Linked DNA regions of Mus musculus: region 1 is linked to region 2. The links are chromatin contacts, called in public HiChIP or PLAC-seq maps. All regions are on one chromosome and are shown on one strand. The core of a region is the stretch at or near the end of the contact, and the rest is flanking DNA. Distances in the headings are between cores, read along the strand shown.

Region 1 (4,990 bases), core at 109-2,608, 34 kb before region 2:
ACTCTCAGACCCGCGGTTTACATGTTCCCCTTCGCTGCTCACGAGGACCCAGGGGGCAGAAGCGGTTACTCAGTTCGGACAAACAAGGCAAGGCCTGGTTCCCTCCCTGATGGATGGCCAGTCTGCTCTGGCATGGCCAGTCCTGCCAGCACCCAGCTCCATAATATATGAGTACACACTGTGTGCAGCCAACAGTGCCATACACCTGCAGGGACTATGCAAGGATGTGGACATCTCCACAGAGTACCCAAACTTCAAGTACCTGCTGTGCATGAGAGAAACTACACTAAGGGCCCCTGAACACTATGCAAACCTCCGGCACCTTCTACGTGCTCCAATCTCGACTAGCACCACGTACGTCAATCAGGGTCACCCCAGTCAGGCAAGAGGACAAAGCCGTCTCTGCTAAACTGGCCGCGGTGCAGGCTCTGGGAAGCCCTGTTCTTAATTTAGGCTCCTTGTCAATTATTCATGGCACTCTTCCCCGTTTATGACCCAGTCCTTCCGCCCGGACTCTTCGGCTCCAGGCTCTTGCTCATGTCTCCAGCTCTGGGCCGGAATGAATGAATTCCAGAGGGGAAAAAAACCCAGACTGTAAAACAAAATCGTTTCGTTATTTGAGGCAGGGTCTCAGGTGCAGTCCACACTCGACTCACACTTGCAGCAATTCTCCTGCTGCTGTCTAAAAGTTTCGCACCCCATGCCTGTGACTACTCTTTTCTTTAAGGTGTTTTTCAGTCTTTTGCTGCATTTCATCTGTTTGGCATGTCTAGTAACTCAGTGGACATGGGTGTGTGCATACATGTGGAGGTCAGCGCCATAGGAGTCAGATTCCTCCTTCCACTATGGGACTTTGGGGATTGAAGTCAGGTTCTCTGGCTTGGGCTGCAAACACCTCTATTTGCCGAGCCATTTTGAGCCCCACCCCCACTTTTAAAAAATTTTTTTTAATGCCCAGCTCATCCTCCTTTTCCCAAGCTGGTCTCGAATTCATTGTTATCCCAGGCTGTTCAAAAACGACGTCCTCCTGCTTCAGCCTCTTCAGCCAGCAAGGCGGGCTTGATGGGAAAGATTTTAGGGAAAGGATATTTTGGCCAAAGAAAGCAGAGTGGGGAGACAGGCAGGAGGCTCAGGTCATCCTCAGTGTAACTTGAGGCCAGCATGGGCTACAACAGAACTTGAGTTTAAAAGGAATCCAGAGGAGACAGGCCGGGCCACGTGTCCCACGTCCCACGTGCTCCCCGGGCCTTCTACAGGCTCCTGAAGCACGTGACCCAGCAGCGCCTCCTCACTGGGCAGGCATCTGCGCGCAGGCGCAGTACTGTACACGGCCAGGCCCCAGGGCCGCGGCGGCGGAAGGGGTGACGTCACCGGCTGGGGGCGCGCGAGCCGCAGTGGGGTTTTGCCCCGCCCGCCAGGCAGCTCGGGCCGCGCGCACACGCGGAGCCGCCGGAGCCCGGGCCGACCCGGTGCCGGGAGCAGCATGCGGAGCCCGCAGGTACCGGGGTGCACGGGGCGCACGGGGGACACAGGGGGCGGGGTGGGCGGCGCCGGCTTTGTGCTTCCAAGCTTCTCCGCCTTTGTGCTCCGAAGGGGGTCCGGGCTGCAGCCGTAATCGGATTCTGCAAGAAGGAGAGGGATGTGGAGGACCTGGAGGGATGGAGCTGGAGAAATGGGGACCGCGAGGGTTGTGGACCCGGAGGGACAGAGACCCACAGAAACGGGAACCGGTAGAGACAGGGTCCAGGAGGGATGAGGACGCGCGCGGGCGACTTGGCCCGTACCCAGGGTCACCGACTGCACCAGCCGGGCGGGGACGCGGTGTGCGGTGCGCGGTGTCAGCGTCTGGAGCTGCAGACCGGGCCAGGCGCCTCAGATCACCTGGGGCTTCGGTTCCACCCTTCTGCGGTCCGGGCGCCCCCAACCCCCGACCTCCCCCAGCTTTGGGATTGGGACTGCTCATCCACCCTCATCCTCGCGATGCGGGGGCCTGTGGGGAACCCCGGGGAGCCAGCCTGCGGCCCTAAGGCCCCCGGTACACCCCAAGAGCCCCCCGACTGGCTGAGGGTGGTGACGTCACCGGGGGCGGGGACTGGGGCGCAGAAGGAAATGGGGTCCGAGAGCAGGTACCCCCGTTGCAATGCGAGCTGGGTCAGGGCCAAGTTCTCTGCTCATCGTGGAGCCTCTTCACCCCCAAACCCCAGCACCACTATGAGCGAGGATCCTTTTGATTGCCACACCCCCCAAATCCCTGTGCGTTACCCCTTTTCCCTGCTCTCAAATCTGCCTCCATATGCCCCCGAAAACCTGCAGCAGGTGTGAGCGCCCATCTTCCCGGTCACCCCTCACCTCGTCTCTCCCTCCAGTAGAACCTCCTAACGGTCACTTCCCCGGGTGTCTCCTGGCCTGGCAGGGGTTCCCTTACGCTCACTTTCCAACCTGAGCAAGGATGTCCCTCCCCCAATAAACCGTCCTTGGTGCTCACATGGAGACCTCTGAGGTGTCCCAAGCCTGGATGGGCACTCGGGGATCCAAAGAGTCTTCTACAGAGCAAGAGGGATCCCGAGGGTGTTAGATTGGTGGACACATCCTGTTCACCCATCTTTCTGCACCTGGATCCTGGGTCCTGGCTTCTGTACCCCCCGGGGGGTGCTGCTGTCTCTATGGTGCAGATAACGGCCGTCTGCTTTGTCTGGGCTAGCCTGGGACCCTCCTACTCGGGCTCTGGCCTCTCTTGCCAGCTGCGACTCCTTCCTTCATTAAAGGCCGGGTAGTGGGAGCTGCCATTTGCATAGACTCCCCTCCCCCCTGCCCGGTCTTTTCTCCTTTCTTTGTGTCCCTCCCCCTGTCAATCTCCAGCTGCCTTCTGTCCCTGCTCCTGCCTTCTGCCAGCTGATTTCTTGGCGGCTGCAGGCGGGCAGCTGGAGCTGGGGGCGGCTTCCCGCCCCGACCAACCTCAGAGTCCCCAGCTCGGAACAGTGGGGGGACACTTAGGTCCCAGATAATGTCTGTGCCTGGCCTCCGGTCCGTCTCCCTGCCCATCGCGCCTGGGTCTCCAGAGACCCACAAACTCCCGTCCTGTCCCTTGTGGGGCCCCAAGGAGTATGGGGGGGACACACCCTCACCATGACATTGCATTTCTTCTTGGGGATGGCTCTCCCACCCCCAGTCCCCCGGGGGAAACCAGCCACCCGCCACTGAGATTGCCCTGAGCATCCTCCTAATTGGGCTCAGGGCGAACGAACCGTCGCGGGAGCCCGGGCTTCCAGGCGAGCTCTGCGGCCGGTATCGCGCCCTGGAGGGTGACATCCGTGTCCCCGGAGGATTGGGGGGCTGTGGCCAGGTGCCAGTCTTGGGGCGGCGCCCGCAGGGGACAGCGATGCCGACCGGGTGTGGCCAGGAAGGCTGAGGTCTGTCCGCGGGTCCCATGGGATTGGGGGCTCTTGGTGTGTGGCAGGTTCACAGAAGGGGACCCCACATCCACGGTCCCCACGCTGCAGTGTGGCCGTGACCCTCCGCACACTGGATTAGTCTCAGAGCCTCTGGGGCCCTTGTCTCTACCCCAGGAAGTCGGGGTGTCCTCGTGTCCCTCGTGGACTCAAAGGCGGCCAAGTGCCTCTTGGTGACTCAGTTTCCCCTGCTGCGTTGACTCTGTGTGTCTCTCGGTGTCCGCGGACCTGTGGCTTCGCTGATGTCCCCACCTGCCGCGTGGCCCTGTCGCGCTGGCCCCGCGCTCACCTGTTCCCTGTGTCTCAGCCGCCGCGTGGGGGAAAGGAGGGAGCATCGAGAAAGTTCGGGGTGGGGGCGAGCCAGAGGAAAAGCCTAAAAATAAAGATAGATATTTATAAACCCGCCGGGTCGGGGGACACCTAGCAGCGCTGAGCCCTGTCTGTCGTCCTGAGCCCCACTCGTCTGCTTGTGACTTAGCCGGAGGGGAGAGTCTTGGAATCTGGTTGGGATAGTAGAATGTTGCGTGGTTGTGGTTTCCTTTTTGGGGTGTCCCTCAACCGAGGACCCTCGTGAGGGAGAGATATGTGCCTAAGATAGGACTGTTCTCCGTCTGCTGTGCATCCCAGAGCTCATCTCTAGTCCTCTCTGGTCCAGCGTTTGGATGAGGAAAGGTCCCCGCCACTTCCTCTCCCTTGCACCTGACGTCCCAGAAACTAGAAGCCTCGTGAGGAGGAGGCCGCCCTTCCTCTGTCCTCTGTGGCCGGTGCTGGGGGTCGTGGGGGAGGCTGCACTTGGTGGACAGCCACACTACGATCAAGATCCACCGGAGGGTCCTCAACGAAGACCCCGGACGCACCAACAGGGGCAGAGTCTCCCCTGAAATCGGGACAGCGGGGCTGGGGGGAGGGGCAGGACTACTGGGGGAGCCAGGGCTGCGGGGCGGGGAAGAAGGGGCTGCTGGGGGGAGAATAGAGCAGCCGGGGAGCGAGGACCACGAATTGGGGGACCTGCGTGTGAGGCGCAGGGGGCTCTTTGACCTTTGGGATTAGGAGCTGGGGTTTGCGAAGAGTGACCAGAGAGGGCAATTTTGTCTGAGGTCGCACAGCACGACAGTGATGTCAGGGTCGCCCCATCTTGATCTCCGGGGCCATGTGTGGCTTCCCTGTTTTTCTTACATATAAAAAAAAAAATAGCGCCTTGTCTCTGACGCCCCGAGGTGTCGTGTCATCTTCCATGCGTTCAGGCGACAGGCGACTCCGCTTTAATTTAGTCTTTTCTTCTTCCTTCTGCCCTGCCCCGCCCCCTCCACTCCGCCTGGCGGAGCTGCGGCGCATTTCTCCGTGGGACCTGTAGTTGAGAGGGCTTCTATGGTCCGTGCCCTGCACTCAGTCTTTACCCGCTTCCTTGGAGCTGACTCAAGCCCCTCCCCCCTTTTGGGAGATCCCTTTTGCTTTAGGGTGACCTCACTGTTCCCCCGGTGCTCTGCTGTGCCACCCCTGCTGCGTTTCCAGACTACGCTGTCTCAGCTCGCTGCCACCTT
Region 2 (4,620 bases), core at 1,441-3,940:
TTGCATTGTGGTCGCCTCTGCATCCCTTGGTAATGTTGTTGCTAAGTTTTTTGCACTCCTCGTCGTCATGGTAACTTGGGCCTGATGCATGCTGGGAGAATGTAAAAAAAAAAAATTCTCTGCATGCCACTCTTGTCATTGGTGGATCCCCAGCCTCTGTTGGAGTGTTTGTCTCCTGTTTCATTTTTTTGTTTCTTTTTTTCTTTTTCTTGTTTTCTTTCTTTTTCTTATTTTCTTTCAAAACTTTTTTTATAAGTTTTGTTTTGGGGGATCAATTGGTTCTTCAAACACATTTCTGCTCTGCCTCCCCCCACTGGACACCCTCCCCCACCCCCCCCAAAGCTATGTCTTTGGTTCTGTCTTGTTCTGTGCTGTTTGGGTTTTGGTTTTCTTGGGCTGAGCTGTTGTGGTTGTTACCAAATGCATTGTGAGTTTAAAGCCAGTGTTCCTGTCCCAGCTGTCACCCAGAGGGTGGAAGGGGTCCCACAGCTGGGATGCTGTGACAAAAAGTGACCACTTAGGCATCATATGACCAAGGGCACAAGTGGTGGTGGGGCGCCCAGGTTAACCATGCTTCCTTCTCCATTGCCCTCTACGCACCTGGCAGGAAACAGTCAGCCCCCAAGCCCATTCTCCTGCCTCAGCATATTTCAAACCTTGTCCTCCCAAAGTACACAGCCAGGGTCTGCCAGTGCACCCCCCCAAGTTTCTGCTCAGTATTGGCCAACCTAAAAAGGAGTGGGGTGCCACAGCTCAAGGGTCTCGAGAGCTTGGCAGAAAGGACACAGTGTGGCAGCTGGAAGTGGCTTCATGCAGCTAGGCTTACCTAGCATTGCCTATGGGGTGGGTGAGTGATGTGACAGCCTCTGAGAGAATACCTGGCCAGCAGCAGTGCACCTCCAGGTGCAAGCACAGATGTGCTGTCCCACAATGTGGTCACTTTCTGGGTCTCCTGAGCATCAGGGCTGTGGAACTCCGGAGAAAACCAGGGGCATTTGGGGCGTGGCCTCTCCCCGACTCTCTGCCCTTCCCTCTTTCTAAACGTTCTTTTTTCCTCTCTCTTAGTTCTTGTTCTTTCTGTGTGTCTCTCTCTCTCTCTCTCTCTCTCTCTCTCTCTCTCTCTCTCTCTCTCTCTCTCTCTCTCCTGAGATTCACACATCCACCATCTGCCCTATCCACCTTAAAGAATGGAAACCCCTTTAATTCCCAGTCTGCGCTGCACCTCACTGCTCCAGGGGATAACTGAGAGCCAAGCTCCCCTAGGCAGGTCACCCACCCACAGCCTCCTCTGTACCTTCCCAGTTATTAAACCCAGAGCCTGATCAGGAAAGTTCTCTAGATGCACCAGGAAGGGATACTGTTGCCTCTGCTCTCAGTTGGTATAGAAGTTGCCAGCCTGAGCCACAGGCAGACTCCCAGGTCCCTCCGCAAAGCAGGTGCTGGGGACAGGGAATGCTCACGGACCACCTAACCTTGGAGATCACTCCTGTCCAGGCCTGGGGCACACACTCAACCTTGGCAGGTACTGATTTCCAGGTGTGTGAACTTGGGCTTCTCATTTGACCTCTTACGAGCTCTCAGTCCTCAAGTGAACTGTGAAGTTGACAGCATCACACACCCGGGACAAAGATGATCCTGGGCACCCACATGAATTGAAAAGGGAGGAAGAAAGGGGCCTCTAGCCTTAGGTGGCCGGGTGTCTCCAGTGTCCTCTGTTTAAATGTGGCAGTCTAAGGGACAGTGGTGAGACTTGCTAAGCATACTCTTAGCCCTGAGTTCAGATCCAGAACCACATAAAAATAAAATGGCCTGTGGGGGCTGCAGCCGGTGGGAGCTGGCTCAGAGAGCACCACAGTGCAGAAGTGAATCTGCGAGCCCGCCTGGATCATTTGTTCTTTATTGGTGTTTTTCTGAGGCCTATCCTCTGGAGACAGGTGGCTCCTCTGGGGCCAGTGATGTCATTTTCCCCCTTGTGGTTTTTGCTGAGGAAGTCCTGGGGCCCAAGAGAGGCAGATGAGGGCACCCTGGAGCGCTAAGGCCCCCTTGGCACACAAGAACCCACCAGGCGAGCAGGCCTGTGAGATCTACAGTGACATGGAAACTCCCTCACTGCAAAGTCAGCAGCCCTAGAAACAGACAGACAGACAGACAGCCCCGGCTGCCCCCCCAACTAGCAGGCTCAGCTTTTGAGGAAGCCCCAAGAGCTGCACTACCCTTGACCTTTGGGGACTCAGAGCCTGATAGAAGGTTGTTTTTAAATGTACATTCTGCCCCTGTCTGGGATTTCCTGAGGGAAGCCGGTGCCAGGAGACAGCCAGATGATGTCATTGAAGGCTCTTCACATTTTTCCTCGTCAGTAGTTTAAAGCTACAAGCCTTTTAAGAGGTTTGCAGGTTAACCTGCACCAGCGTTGCGGTGTCGGGGATCTGAGCCTCTAATGCTGGCTTCCTATTACCCTGTACAGCCAGCGAGGCCGAGGAGACCCCCAGTCCCTACATGATTTCTGAGCTCAGCATGCTCTCAGACCCTCAGAGGCTGACCTGCTCCTGTCGCCTGGACAGATAGGTTGGCCTTCAGTGACATTTCTGTACCCAAATCCTGGAATTTGTCACCTGACTTATAGGTCCCCCATTCTCATGTCCCCAGAATGGGAACTGTGAGAGATCTGGAGCCTGGAACTGCTCTCACTTCCCCAGATGCTCTGTGGGATCTGTTGCTCAGCTCCCCTTCCCATTGGCTGTGCCCTTGACAGAACACGAACTCCCCATCACCCTGTCCTGTACTGAAGGAGAGGGTCTCAGGGCGGGGAGACTCCAGTGGGGTCTGGTGGAAGTGGGGAGGGCATCCCACAGGAACACTGAGCACTGACTGACATGTCGCCTGCTGCCTGCCTCACCCTCTGCATCTGTGTCCCTTGTGGGCCGGGTCGGTCAGGACATTAGATTACACCTGGTCCTTGGGAGAAGCCACAGTCTCCCATGGCCACAGTGTCGGATGGGGGTGGGGAAAACAAATTGGCAAGAAGGTAAGGGGAATCAAAGAGGGAGACAGGGCTCCCCCTCACAGACACATGGAATGCTGGGAAATGACTGTGGGCTACAGACCCAACAGCCTGCCAAGACCACTTGCTTAGCTGCCCCGGCCAGGGCTTGGGGCCCTCTGGGCCTTCATATGGCAGCTTCCTGGCCAAGGGAGCCAGGGGTGGAACTGGAGGCAGGCGGGAGGGGAAGGGACGGGGGAATAGGCTTTGAGCTTGGGCCTCTGCCTGCCCCCTGTGACAGGTGTAATCTAAAAACCTTACTCAACTCCCACCCCAGAGGCTGCACAAGTCCTTGGCACATCCCCACCCCAGCTCGCATCTACATACTCATTTTGGAGTTTAGAGAACCAGCCACATTTTTCTCTCACTCCAAAATGCCCAGCAGAGTCCCGCCCCCCATCTGCGGCTTGCTTGATCCTTAGTTGTGCAACACTGTTGGGACCCTTTACCTAGCGCTTCAACCAGGCCACCTCACATTTTGAGTTTTTTCCCCACTCACCCCTCCTGCCCTCCCTACCTACCCCTCACCCTTAAACCCCCACATTGAAGTTTTGGTTTCTGCCTCTTCCTGCTTGGGGGAGGGGCTGTCTCCTAGTTCTGATGCTTTTTCAGTTGGTTTGATTTTTTTGGTTTTTTTTTTTTTTTTGGCCATGTGAATCGGGGTTTGAAGCGACCATCCCCTCCTAACCTGCCACCACCATCCCCCACCCCTGCCACCCAACCCTCCTGACCCCACTCACCCACTTGGGTTCCCCCTGCTGGGACCCTCCCCGGCTACTCGGTGACCAGAAGAGCTGGGGACCAGAGCCAGCTGGAGCGTGCCGAGGACCAAGGCTGGTGTTGCCCCTTATAACCCGCCTGGACCCTCCTTTCAGGTCGGTAATTTGGGGCGGGGGTCCCTCGGGGCCTGTCCATCCTGTGGGCTCTGCGCCCACCTTATTTCCTAATGTGCACCTCAAGCCTGCAGCCAAGGGGTGGAGGAACAAAGCGGGTGGGCGACTGCCCAGAAGTGGGCAGAACACAGCATCAGCCGTCACGCCCACTGGCTGGGAGGAGATGACAGCCACCTCCTGCCTGCAGCACCCTCCCCTGCATACTCTGGCAAACCAGCCCACTTCCCACAGGACACAGAAACCAACAAAGAGCCCTGAAGGCCAGTGGGCAACATTTCTTGGATGCCCCAGACACCTTTGCAGCTGATGGGAGCTGACATTGAACTGATTGGGGCTGGCCATTCAACATCAGAACCAATGACCATTGAGATGACATGTGGTCCCACCCAGCATTTCATGAACACAGTCAGCTCTGGATAGAAACTGCATATTCAGGTCACTTGTAGCTTCTTTGTTTTGAAAACTGAGGTCACTTGCACACAGCAGCACCCTTGACGATAAATATAAACTAAAGTTGGGTCAGACATGAGCAGAGCCTGTAGAACCAGATACCTGGTCCTCAGTGACCAAGTGAGCTCTGTAAGCTTTGGGCTCTGTCCCTTTAGTGTTCCACACATTGCACTAGTGGCCTCAGGGTATAGCATGTATGACAATTGCCGGTAAGGCTCAGCTAGGGCCCATGGCTCA

What was found. HiChIP or PLAC-seq counts read pairs in DNA pulled down with a chosen protein or histone mark.
Region 1: a contact with region 2 is called in an H3K27ac HiChIP or PLAC-seq map of bone marrow-derived dendritic cells, with 2.1 times the contacts expected there. The contact joins the promoter of Ptprs here to the enhancer-like site in region 2. A contact is called at or near these places in 6 of 39 promoter capture datasets (cranial neural crest, embryonic stem cells, liver and 3 more), 2 of 15 datasets of contacts at CTCF or cohesin (CD8 T cells and the G1E-ER4 cell line), 30 of 484 Hi-C or Micro-C datasets (B cells, the C2C12 cell line, CD4 T cells and 21 more), 21 of 115 datasets of contacts at active chromatin or transcription factors (the 230-238 cell line, CD8 T cells, DN3 thymocytes and 15 more) and 4 of 9 other capture datasets (adipose tissue, liver, macrophages and 1 more).

Annotation. Positions count from the first base shown.
Region 1 is chr17:56,472,848-56,477,837 of GRCm38.p6, reverse strand. It overlaps Ptprs (protein tyrosine phosphatase, receptor type, S), which reads left to right and starts at 1,358. Exons shown (of 33, transcript NM_011218.2): 1 at 1,358-1,498. It overlaps Gm32822 (a long non-coding RNA gene), which reads right to left. Exons shown (of 4, transcript XR_385656.4): 1 at 2,486-4,990; 2 at 1-1,622. It overlaps Gm9258 (a long non-coding RNA gene), which reads left to right and starts at 1,565. Exons shown (of 1, transcript XR_105855.2): 1 at 1,565-2,490.
Region 2 is chr17:56,441,006-56,445,625 of GRCm38.p6, reverse strand. All of the region lies in intron 6 of Ptprs (protein tyrosine phosphatase, receptor type, S), which reads left to right. Among named protein-coding and RNA genes, the nearest start is that of Mir6977, 24 kb to the right of the region's middle. Within about 2 kb of position 2,690, at least 15 of the 459 cell types and tissues checked have an H3K27ac peak or open chromatin away from gene starts, as enhancers often do. A contact at or near this core is called in bone marrow-derived dendritic cells, bone marrow-derived macrophages and conventional type 1 dendritic cells, where this site is marked.